Regions from separate parts of the Mus musculus genome. Here region 1 is linked to region 2. The links are chromatin contacts, called in public HiChIP or PLAC-seq maps. All regions are on one chromosome and are shown on one strand. Each heading gives the region's core, a stretch centred on a gene start, on an enhancer-like site or on the middle of the called end of the contact. The rest is flanking DNA. Distances are from core to core; before and after follow the strand shown. Region 1 overlaps 9130204K15Rik (a long non-coding RNA gene). Region 2 overlaps Ksr1 (kinase suppressor of ras 1).

Region 1 (5,911 bases), core at 251-2,750, 690 kb before region 2:
ATGCTGGGAATTTTTGTTTTTCTTTTAACTGAACTGAGCTCAGGTCTTGCCGCTTGCTTAGAAAGTACCTACCTGGCTGTGTACTGAGCAATCTTCCTACCCCACCTGGGCAGGTTTTAAATTCATACTTCTAGTACCTAAAATCCAAATACAAGGTCCCCTCATAGTTGGTGGTGTTGGGTTATGAAAAATTGTGTCCACTTGCTAGGTGTGAGACAGTATCACAGCATTGTATAAAATTTCCAGTTCCCAAGTGAAGTTAAGACTCTGTTGTTGCCATTTGTTGGGCTGTCTCTACTGTTTGCATTTTAAATTCTTTACCCACCATTACTATTTATTCTTAGTTTTAAAGACAATACTATTTTATTTTATTTTATTTTTTTTAGTCTTTTAAAAAATTATCTCTGTCTTTTTTTTTTCCATTTTTTATTAGGTATTTAACTCATTTACATTTCCAATGCTATACCAAAAGTCCCCCATATCCACCCACCCCCACTCCCCTGCCCACCCACTCCCCCTTTTTGGCCCTGGTATTCCCCTGTACTGGGGCATATAAAGTTTGCAAGTCCAATGGGCCTCTCTTTCCAGTGATGGCCGACTAGGCCATCTTTTGATATATATGCAGCTAGAGTCAAGAGCTCCGGGGTACTGGTTAGCTCATAATGTTGTTCCACCTATAGGGTTGCAGATCCCTTTAGCTCCTTGGCTACTTTCTCTAGCTCCTCCATTGGGAGCCCTAGACAATACTATTTTAAATTACATTTCTGTGTGAGTGTACACACAGTGCAGTTGTCCACTGAAGCGGGAGGCTGAAGTTAGAGGCAGTTGCAAGCTTCCACACTCGGATGCTGGAACCTGAAGGAACCTGAACTCAGGTCCTCTACAAGAGCTGCACTCACTCGTAACTGCTGAGCCATCTCTCTGGCCCTCTTTACCCATTTCTAAAACTTGTTCGTTCATATGACTTTGTAGGAAGGATTCTTGATATATTCTAGGTACTTCTTTCACGTGCTACAAATACTTCTCTAAAGAAGGCTGGGTGACAGAAGATATGAGTAGAGTCAGTCAAAGAACTGGGGCATACAGCCAGGAGGTGGTGGAGTACACCTTTAATCCCAGCACATAGGAGGCAGAGCCAGGCAGATCTCTGTGAGTTTGAGGCCAGCCTGGTCTACAGAATAAGTTCCAGAATATCTAAGGCTAGACAGTGAAACTTGTTTAGAAAATAAAAACCAACCAACCAACCAACAAACAAAAGAGCTGGGAAATACAGACAGCCGAAGCAGGGAGTCGGGAAGATAGGCAATGAGTGAGATTCGGCCAAGTATATACCGGAAGCTCCCGGGAGAGCAAGAAGGGGAGAGGGTCAAACTGCAGTCAGGTTTTTAATGCAGACTATGAGCTCAGTGTGCAAGGTGCTTACAGCCCAACAGCCTGTTAGGCGGTACAAAGGGCAAAGGTCTGTGGGAGTGTGTTCTGGCTCACACAGTCCTGCTTGTCGAGTGGAGTGGCTCAGGGTCATGTTGCAATACTGCTAGGTGACCCAAATCAGCCCTGCGGGGCAGAGGGAGGAGGAGGCACTAAGTAAACAGCCACTCCTGCCACTTGAGGTAGCTTGTTTCTGGCTCTCCACATGCCAGTTAGAGCCTCAAGGGGTCTGTAATTGAAGGCACTTGAGCCTGTAATCCTGAGTCTCTGCTCCCAGACTTGGCTGGACTGTGGGCAATGACACTACCTCTGGAGTGCTTCATCAGGAGGCCTGGCATGAGGTGGGGAGGCAGGCTCTGGGCTGCTGGGCAGGGAATGGGCAGATGGTGGAGACAGAAAAAAGAGCAGTACTGGTTATCTCACCTTCTTCTTGCCCGGGACACCGGGGCCAGCATCATGCACACCACCATAAGGCAGAAGGGATGAGAACAAGGCAGATCACTCCGGGACTGGAGGTGACAATCCCACTTTAGGATGTGAATAAAATGTTATATATATATAAATGTCCTCACTATAGCATCATTCAGACAGTCTTAACTTACACATGTATTTATTTGGGGTGTTTGGGTGTGGCACATGCCACAGCTCTCCTGTGATGGTCAGAGGACAAACTAGAAGAGACAGCTCTCTCCTTCCACCATGTGGGTTCCAGGAATCAAATTCAGGCTGTTAGGCTTAGCAACAACCATCTTTACCTATGAGCTATCTTGTAGAGCCACCCTTCAGGTAATTTTAAGAGCTATCTAATGGTGGAGGGCTTATTTAATTATGTGCATTTGTAAAATGGGATGTCTTAGAGATACATGAAACCTGGTGGAGACAGTTTACTGTTCACATACTGCTGTGTTCCTTTCCTATCTTAGTTAGGGTTTCCATTGCTGAGAAGAGACATCATGACCAAGTCAACTCTTATAAGGAACAACATTTAATTAGGGCTGGCTTACAGGTTCAAAGGTTCAGTCCATTATCATCATGGCACAAAGCATGGCTGCACAGATAGACATGGTATTGGAGGAGCAGAGTGTTCTACATCTGGATCCAAAGGCAGTCGGGAGAAGACTGACTTCCAGGCAGATAGGAGAAGGGTCTTGAAGCCCACCCCCACAGTGACACACGCTCTCCAACAAGGCCATACCCGCTGCAACATGCTCACACCTCCTAATAGTGCCACTCCCTGGGCCAAGCATATTCAAATTACCACATTCTAATCCCTGGCCCCCATGAGCTTGTTCAAACGCATGAGTATGCCATAGCATAATGCAAAATTCATTTATTCCAACTTCAAAAGTCCCATAGTATATAACAGTCTCAACAATGTTAGAAGTCCAAAGTTCAACATCTCTTCTGAGACTCATCTAATCACTTAACTGTAATTCCGTATAAAATCAAAATAAAAAAGCAGATCACATACCCTCCAATATTACAGGATATACATTATCATTTCAAAATGTCATAGAGAAGAATACTGAACCAAAGCAAGACCAAAAATCAGCCGGGCAAATTCCAAACTCCTTGTCTCCATGTCTGATGTCAAAGTGCTCTTCAGATCTCCAACTCCTTCCATCCTTGTTGACTGCTGTTGGCAGATCTGGCATTCAACGACAACAAACTTTGTTCTCTTGGGCTGGCTCCACTCCCTGTTATCAGCTTTTCCCAACAGGAATCCCACAGCTCTGGCATCTCTAACATCTTGGGGTATCCAAGACAACTTCAACTTCACAGCTCCTTGTTACGATGTCTGGGATCAACACATGATCTTCTGGGCAAATCCAAAGGGCTTGGGTCACTTCTCCAACTCTGCCCTCTGTAGTATTTCAAGGCCAAAGTAGACCTTGGAGCACTACAGAGGGCAGCTCCACTCTACTGCTGCTGCTATTCTTGGTGATCATCCCATGGTACTGGCATCTCTAGTTCACTGGGGTCTTCTGCTGCAACTAGGCTTTATCAATAGCCTCTCATAGGCTTTTTTCATGGTGTCAAGCCCTTCAATCCTGGGCCATCAACTGCAACTGAAGCTGCACCTTCACCAATGGTCTTCCCTGGACTCTCACTGTTCCAAGCCTCAGCTGCTCTCCATGACCCCTTCATACTGTCAAAACCAGTTCCACTTGGATGATTTTACATGTCAAATCCTGCTTGGTGTAAGGGATGGAATGAAATGGTCTCTGCCCCTGGAACAGAGCCAGCAAGGCATGGGCCTCCACCAATGTTGATGGTCATTGCTATTGGCATAAGACTTGTGGTATGATAATACATATTTTCATGTTCCTCCTTCTAGGAATGTCCTCTCTGACAAGGCAAATGACTCCATGATAATCAGAGACAGCACAAGTCCAGGAGTCGAGGGTATGGCTAATGTCTCAACAAAATGGTAAATGCTGAGACCTTCAGGACAGCCCTCAAGGCTGTGGGAAAGAACTCTAAAAACATGAGTTCAAAAATATATAACTTTTCAACTATGCAAAATATAAGGATGGAATATGAATTGTATAAGGAGATTCACAGATCTAAAAGAGTGCAGAGGCAGCTGCTTTGTCAACCAGCTTGTCAGAAAGATACAAAGGCAAACATACAAAGGCAGACAGATTCCTGAGCTCAAGGTCAGCCTGGGACAGAGCTAATTTAGGTCCAGGTTTGTTTGGAATGGTAACCTCAGGACAGGATCCCATCCAGCTAAGTTTACAAAGGCAGGCAGATCTCTGAATTCTTTTTGCAATGTTAAAAAATATATATATACTTGCTGTCCTTTTCCTAAGTGTCAAGGTTAACTCCTTGGAATACTTTCTAAAAGGATTTCTGATCTTGATTGGAAATCCCAAGACTTATTTAGCTAACACAGCTCTTTTAGTTTTCTAGGAGCTATCCAGAGAGAAAGCTGACTGAAGAGAAAACACAGCTCTTTTAGAATGTTTTCTGGTTTTCTGATTTTGATGAGAAAAACCAAGATTACTTTTAGAATTTTCTGACTGAGTTGGAAAAACCAAGAAATTTTATAGCAGCTTTTCTGACTTTGGTTGGAAAATCCATGAGCTATCCAGAGAGCTTTTAGGAACTTTTTCTAGCAAGAGAGAGCTGTCTCTGTAGACTACAGAGCCCTGAGCTATCTAAATAGACCTGTCCAGGGGGCCATCTCAAGCAGAACACAGGCCATCAGCTTGGACCCATGGTTTGACTTGGAGTTATTTGTTTTGTTGCTCCCAGACACCTCTTCTCTCAGGAACTCCTTTCCAAGCTGAGGCTAGTCCCTGGTACGCACATCTTTCCAAGTTCAGCTGCAGCATGAGGTACAACCTTGGCTATCTCTGGAACACAGCTTCTTTGTGCTCTCAGAAAACACTTCTCAGATTTTATTTCAGTTATGCTGGTCTCTTAATCACTGCTAATTTCTTAGTTCAGTTAACTAGCATCAGTTGTCCCAGTAGTTCCTTTTATTCTCTACTCTAAGCTAGAGCTACTGGGCCAAAGCTGCTGAGTTCTGCTGCTTGTTGAGTCTGGAACATTCTCCCCCAACTCTCTCCCCACCCTACCCACACCTTGTTCTATTACATCATCTCCAGCTTTGTATTTTCCAACTCCTTCATGCCTAAGTGTAGCTGTCCTGGAACTTGCTCTGTAGACTGACTTGAACCCAGAGATCTGTATGCCTGTCTCCTGAGTGCTGAGATTAAAGGCTTACACCACTATGCCTGGACTTTAGCTTTTTTCCCCCTGGAACTTGCTTTGCATCAGGCTAGCCTTGAACTCAGAGATCTGCTTGCCTCTGTCTCCTAAGATTAAAAGTATGTACCACCATGCCTAGACCTAAGCTTTTAAAAAAGATCTTAAGTTGAAAAACAAGAATAGCCATCATAATCTGTCCCTTCTCAACTTGACACACAATCATATCTCATGTCCAAATGAAAATAATAATCAGGCCATCATAATATCTAACATGATATAAATCTCCCTCATACAACTGCAAATTATTGAGTTTAGCTGGGTGGGATCTTGCTCTAAGATCCTCACTCCCTTAATTCCATTTAATATTCTTGAACACAGGATTTAGCTTCACTCCACTTCCTGATGCCCCTTTACTCTTTGAGCCATACATTTTGTATTTTTCCTTTCTAAGATTTCTGTGCTTGATCAAAATGTTCTTCATGAGAGTAAACCAGAAAGGAAAATCTGTGCTGGGTTTTTTATTTAAAAAAATATTTATTTATTTATTTATTTATTTATGCATGTACATTTATTTATGCATGTACATTTATTTATGCATGTACACTGTAGCTGTACAGATGTTTGTGAGCCATCATGTGGTTGCTGGGAATTGAATTCAGGACCTCTGCTCACTCTGGCCCCACGCGCTCCAGTTGGCCCTCCTTGCTCCTACCCAAAGATTTATTATTATATCTAAGTACACTGTAGCTGTCTTCAGACACAC
Region 2 (6,209 bases), core at 1,416-3,915:
AAGTGTAAGCAGAAGTTAACCTTTTCCTTCCCAAGCTGCTTTTGGTTATGATGCTTTATCGGTCCTGTGGTAAAGCAGATGGCCAAGGCAGATACACTGCCTCTGCCTCCTTTCCCGGCATGAGTTGCGTGATCTCTGGCTGCTTGTCCCTGGCTCATTTCTCTCTGGAATGGAGATGCTGCCTGGCATCAGCGTTGTAGGGAGAATCACATGAGTTATCTGGGGGAGACAGGGAAGACAGCCCTGGGAGTATCCAGCTTTGTGGGTGCCTGGAGCCTACTGGTTTCTTGGGGGGCTGGACACCCACAGCATATTTACTTTCAAATGCACCCCCCCCTCTTTTTTTGTCCAGGCAGAGCTCCTCTGGGGTCACAGGTGTATGTGCATATCTGTGTCAGTGTGCTACCCCAACCTAAGCCTGGAGAACAGCCCCTGTTCCTGCCTAGGGCAAGGCCACTTTGGCTTGCTCCCTCAGGCTCCCTATGGCTGGGTAACACTCATGGTTTGTTGGGACTCTCCTGCCCCGACTCTGTTTTACACACACTAGCTTTGCTACTGCACTGTTCCTGAACTCCTGGGAAGAGAGTAAGCCTCAGGAAAGCATCCTTCAGGGTGCGAGTGAGTCAGCTGGGCCGGCCTCCCCTGCACTTACCTACTGTCAAGGAATGCACTGCCCCCCCCCCCCGTACCTCCTCCCCCCTTTGTAGATAAGGAAACTAAGTGTGCTCAGATAGCTGATCAACAGCAGAGTGCAGTGGTCATGTGAACCCATACCTGCAGGACTCTTAGAATCAAGGGCTCCTGGCTGGCCCTCCCAGAACACTCCTAGCCAGAGCTCTGTCTGTAGTCTCGTTGTTCTATGAGCCTTCCACCATCCCCTGTTGCCTGGTTAGTGAGCACAGTTGCAGTGGGTGCTTGGGGCTGAAAGTCGGGCCCGCAGCCTCCTGGCTTCTGCTTGATGGAGTCAGTGGCCTTGCTTTCTTTCCTGACATATAGCTGACAACATTGCACCCTTGCAGTTCCGTTCTTGGGCTTCTGTTTATTTTTCATGTCACCTTCCCCTTCCCTTTAGCTGCCTGATAAAACTGCCCCACCATGTTCTAGATATCCCCCTCCCCACCCACCACTGATTTCCTTTCTCTGCCCCACCCCAACAGCAGAGCATGCTATTCCTAATGGAGAAGATTCCAACTAGTTGAGTGGCCTTCACAGGTTCCCTTCTGAAAGAAGGGGTGATGGCTTTGTCCAGGCACCCACAGCTTACCACATAGTAACTCTGCTTGGGACTCAGTGTTTTAGTCTCTCAGCTCAAAGCCATGCTTTCCTCTGTGTGTGTGTGTGTGTGTGTGTGTGTGTGTGTGTGTCCCTCCACCCCATTCTGTGGGGACAGGAATGCATGGAGACAGAGCTAAGTTCTGACAAGTGGCATGAGGATCAATTGAGTGCCCTGTGTGTGAAGCGTTTTAACTCATCGAGGGTGTAATACATGACCATAAACACTGTCACACAGCAGCTGGTCATGTCATTTTGGTCCCATCGTAGGTCTGTCTCAGAGGCCCTGTTCAGGCCTTGGGGTGTATATACTCAGTCCATGGAGTGGCACTATTAGAAGGCGTGGCCCTGTCAGAGTTGATACAGGCTATAAGACCCTCATCCTTGCTGCTTGGAAGTCAGTCTTCCACTAGCAGCCTTCAGATGAAGATGTAGAACTCTCAGCTTTGCCTTCATCATGCTTGTCTGGATGCTGCCATGCTCCCGCCTTGATGATAATAGACTGAACCTCCGAACCTGTAGGCCAGACCCAATTCAATGTTTTCCTTTATAAGACTTGCCTTGGTCTTGGTGTCTGTTCACAGCAGTAAAACCCTAACTAAGACAAGGTGAACCTCAGATTGTAAATGGGGTGTAGGTAGGAGCTCATGTGCACTTGTGCTCAGAACCAGTTGCTCTCCTTGTCCCACAGGTAACTGCCACATGGGACCACAGATCAGTAAACCAGATCCTACATTTGGACACAAGCCATCAGAAGTCCACCCTGCTTCCCATCACCTGGTTCCCTTGTTAGGCCTTTTCCATGATGCTTAAAGCTGCAGAGGAGGAGGGTGGGGATGTGAACGGGGGTTGGGGGGGGGATCCACAGCATGCTAGCTACTCAAAACTCACACCGACATTTTGGCTGCCTGGAGATCTTTTTCCTCACTTAGGACAGAGGAAGTGAAGGGCCAGACAGTCTGTCAGTTGTCCGAAGCCACAAGTAGCAGCAGATGGAAGTGAGACATGAGCTTGGGGCTGTGCGGCTATGAACTCTGATGGCTTTTACAGTTAAGTTGGGGAAAACTGTCTCCCCTTAGCAAAGAGGGGTGGACAGAACCAGTGTGACAGGCTGGCTGGAGAGGGCAGTCTCTGTTTTCAAGTAGAGTACAGGGAAACACCAAGTTTTGCTTTAAGCAAGCACAGGCCCCCTCTCCCTGGTAGGTAAGGCAGGTGCTGTGTTTAGAAGCGGGGTGATGGGAACCTGGGCTATTGAGTCTGCAGTCTGTGCCCTGCCAGGTTGGTCCTTTGGCAAAAGGCTTCCCCACCGCAGAACACACAAAGTGCCAAGTTCTAGTAAATCAAACAGCCACCCGGGCTCCATGTGGTTAGCTAATTTGTTCTGAGCTTCAGTGCTAAGCTTCCTGCATTCCAGAGCGCTGGTATGCCAGAAATGCCCGGGACGAGCAAGAAGGAAGTCTTATCTTTATAGTAAAAAAAAAAAAAGAATGCCAATAGAACATCTCTTGGATCTGCTTCTTCATTCCACCCACTCTGCCACTAGCTAAATTACCGTTTGTTCCCATCTTGTGCTGAGTTGCGGTGGGGTCCTTCTTCCTTGATTTTCCCGTCTCTGCTTTCTCCACGCCCACTTCAATCTGTTCTCCGAGTGGTTTCCAAAATGACGATGATCATTCAGAAATGCAAATCAGATCACATTCCTCCGTGTACATCCTACCCCATACCTGCATGACGGCAGCTATTTTAATGCTGTGTTCTTCCAAGACCTTGTAGAAGTTTCCAGAACTTTCTAGGACATATAGGATCCAGTCTTGTCCTACACCAGCTCTGCTGCCCTTCTCTTCTTGGTCCTTTCAGATCTCCAGCTATCTCCCCTGACCCTATTTAAAATCTTTTATGACACTCATCTTTGCTCATAGGGTGCCCCCACACATACCTAGCATGGCCCCCCATCTTTCCGTCAGTATGTGCCATGTCCCTTGCTCCATTTTAGGGGTGCCCTCCTCTCTGATTCCTTGTAGGTCCCAGACACCCCTACACCTCACAGTTGGGCCAGAGTATCCACCAACCTCTGTGCATGAGGAGGAAACTGATTTCTTCTAAGTGTTGCAGGTCTGGTGAACTTCAGACAAGTATGTGGGGGAATTTGAACCAGGACACAGGTGTGTCTGAAGACCTGATGTGTGCGTAGTACGTGACCTGTTGTCCCTCCTCTCAGTTTCCCAACAGAAGTACAAAGCACCAGGGACCTCTGTGTTAGTGATATGTTAGTGACCTGTGTCCACGGAAGCTTCTGTGTCATGGACGTTCATGGAACATGACATATCTGTTCTCTGCCTCCTCTCCTGTTTCCCAGCCAGGCACGCCTATGGACACATCCCTGGTCCCCAGTGGATCCTGGGAACCATGCTGCTCATGACAGACACCATACCTGACTCTGGAAGGATGCGATTTAACTATTGAATGAATGAATGAATGAATGAATGAATGACAGCCACACTTCTCTTCTTGCCTCCGTGGGCAGTCACTTCAGGACATGGGAAATGTGAGGATAAAGTGAATGCTTGCTCTCTCCCGATTTAGTCCAGGTTGTCTCTGAGGCTCCCCAGGAGTGCAGGGACCAAGAGCACAAAGGCAAGGGTTTAGGGGTCAGAGTAATGAGGTAGGACAGGAAGCAAACCTTGGAAAAACAGTCCCGGGGCAGATCATCCACAGACTTTCCAAGGCAAAGGCTGCTTTGCAAAGGCCAGAGAAGTCTTGTTGAGGCTCACAGCCTCTGTGGAGAATAAGATTGGGTCAGAAGATGTCACCGAGAAGTCAGATCCTTGGCTATCTGTCATCCTTGCCTGGCTTACACTTGGAGTTTCTCAGCAAGCCCCACTAAGTGCTTTTGCGCAAGCCATTCTCCTTCCTGGCTTCAGTACATAGTCTCAGAGTGGTTAGACCTTGTGATGTTATCTGGGGATAGTGCTGCTCGCACGGAGGAGCAAACTGGCTGGAGCGTTTCAAGGGCAGGGTCACTGCACCCCAGTGGGCGCCTTCACGCGCCAACAGGGCTAGGGAGCATCGTGGGGTAGACCCTTGCATTTACAGCTTAGGACCAGGTCACAGAGTTCAGCCGTGGCAGATGTGGACAGGGGAGTAAGCTTCATGCGCCCAGCTGTGGCCACTCTCCGCCAGCCAGCCCTCCTTGGGAACATCTCCACTGTGGTCTGGGGCAGACTTGTTTGTTTGTGTTTGAAGTTCCCCGACTTGGAGTTTGACGTCAAGGCAGGATTGCTTGTTGAGAGGCTTGCAGGGAGGTTGTCTCTGTAAAAATTCATGGGCTGGCAGCTTCCCCAAGGAGCCACCAGGGAAGGTTATTGCAAAACCCTTAGTGTGGGGTCACTGGTGTTCTCTCTGCTGCCTACCTCTCCATCCCTGGCTGATGGTCTCACTCTGCCCTTCTACTGCTAATGTCAGCCCTTCTGAGACCCTTGCAGGGTTTGATTGAGAGCCAAGGGCCACCTCTAGGGCCAAGTGCTGTGGTCAGCCCGTGCCTGTGTGTGGAGCCAGCATCTGTGTGGCAGTCCCCCGAGCCCTCCTTGCATTCCCAGAAACTGTTTTGCAACATGTTGGCCACAGAAGTCGGACCAGAGTACTTAGCCAGCTGGGCTGGCAGGATGTCCCCAGAAGCATCCAGCTTTGGAGAGATGGAAGCTGGAAGGGAACATTCCCTGGGCAGAGGGGCAGCAAGGAGGGACAGTGGCTTTAGGAACCATTGAGCTGTGCTGGGTGTAGTGGGTCATGACAGCTTTACTGACTTCCAGAGGTTAGAAGGATGCAGAAAGGAATTTGGTTGTAGCAAGAACTGCTATGGACATCCACTTAATAGTGTGTGTGTGTGTGTGTGTGTGTGTGTGTTGCTAACCATGTGGGAGGAAAGACAAAGGGTGCTGGTGAGCTGGGACCTAGTCTATTGGCTAGAAGATATGCTAAGACTTTAGAAGGGTAGCTATGGGTACTGGGCAGGGGAATGGCAGGCTTAACTAAATTTAGAGCTGATTTGGGACCAGGGATCAGGTGTAGCTCAAGGGTTATTGCAAGTCAGACCAGAGATGGTGATCTGTTTGTATGAACAGAGCCACTTAGGAGATACGCGAATGCTGTGGCTTTTATGCACAGGTCCTGGTACAGTCTGGGTATTGCTGGATTTGGGTCACAAGTCTTTCTCAGTGCTATCCCCAGTGTGAGTGGTCAGCCCAGCTGAGCCCAGCTGAAGTATCAAGGAGTCAATATTTTTGGAGATTATGTGGGCCTTGGGGGCAGAGCACCAGACTAGGTCATTGCTGTAACTATGTGATTCAAAAATTACAACAAAGTTCTTGGTGTTGTCATTCGTGAGCTGGGAATAGTAAAATGTAGCTCCGTGTCACGTGGGCTTAGCATGTGCTGAGTGACTGTGAAGAGCTTGTCGTTCTGCTAAGGCTGGTATGGCAGGCAGGTGTCCTTAGCCTGCGAGTGAGCCAAGCCAGCTGCTCAGCAACCCCAGCTCAGCATAGCTTTGCTGTTCTAAGCTTAGTTTTGAGTAAATGAGCATCCCAGCCAAAGCAAGGGAAGGGAACCGGGAGGGTGGTCCAGTGGTTAAGAGCACTTCTGCAGAGAGGACCTGGCACTTCTGTAGGACGCTTCACAGCCACCTTTAACTCTAGCCCCAGCAGATCTGACACTCCCCAGAGACCCCCATGTACATATATGAACACAGACACAAACATGTATACATACATAAAAATAAGGCAGGTGTGGTGGCACACACCTTTTATCCCAGCACTTGGGAGGCAGAGGCAGGCGAATCTATGTGAGATAAAGGCCAGCCTGGTCTACAGAGTGAGTTCTAGGCCAGACAGAACTACACAACTACAGCCCGATTTCAAAAGAATGAAGAAAAATAATAGAAT

Evidence for each region. HiChIP or PLAC-seq counts read pairs in DNA pulled down with a chosen protein or histone mark.
Region 1: a contact with region 2 is called in an HNF4G HiChIP or PLAC-seq map of pancreatic cancer cells. The contact joins two enhancer-like sites. A contact is called at or near these places in 1 of 115 datasets of contacts at active chromatin or transcription factors (pancreatic cancer cells) and 1 of 9 other capture datasets (embryonic stem cells).

Annotation. Positions count from the first base shown.
Region 1 is chr11:79,767,285-79,773,195 of GRCm38.p6, reverse strand. The region is part of intron 2 of 9130204K15Rik (a long non-coding RNA gene); the gene reads left to right. Among named protein-coding and RNA genes, the nearest start is that of 9130204K15Rik, 26 kb to the left of the region's middle. Within about 2 kb of position 1,500, at least 34 of the 459 cell types and tissues checked have an H3K27ac peak or open chromatin away from gene starts, as enhancers often do. A contact at or near this core is called in pancreatic cancer cells, where this site is marked.
Region 2 is chr11:79,079,782-79,085,990 of GRCm38.p6, reverse strand. All of the region lies in intron 1 of Ksr1 (kinase suppressor of ras 1), which reads left to right. Among named protein-coding and RNA genes, the nearest start is that of Gm11201, 59 kb to the right of the region's middle. Within about 2 kb of position 2,665, at least 29 of the 459 cell types and tissues checked have an H3K27ac peak or open chromatin away from gene starts, as enhancers often do. A contact at or near this core is called in pancreatic cancer cells, where this site is marked.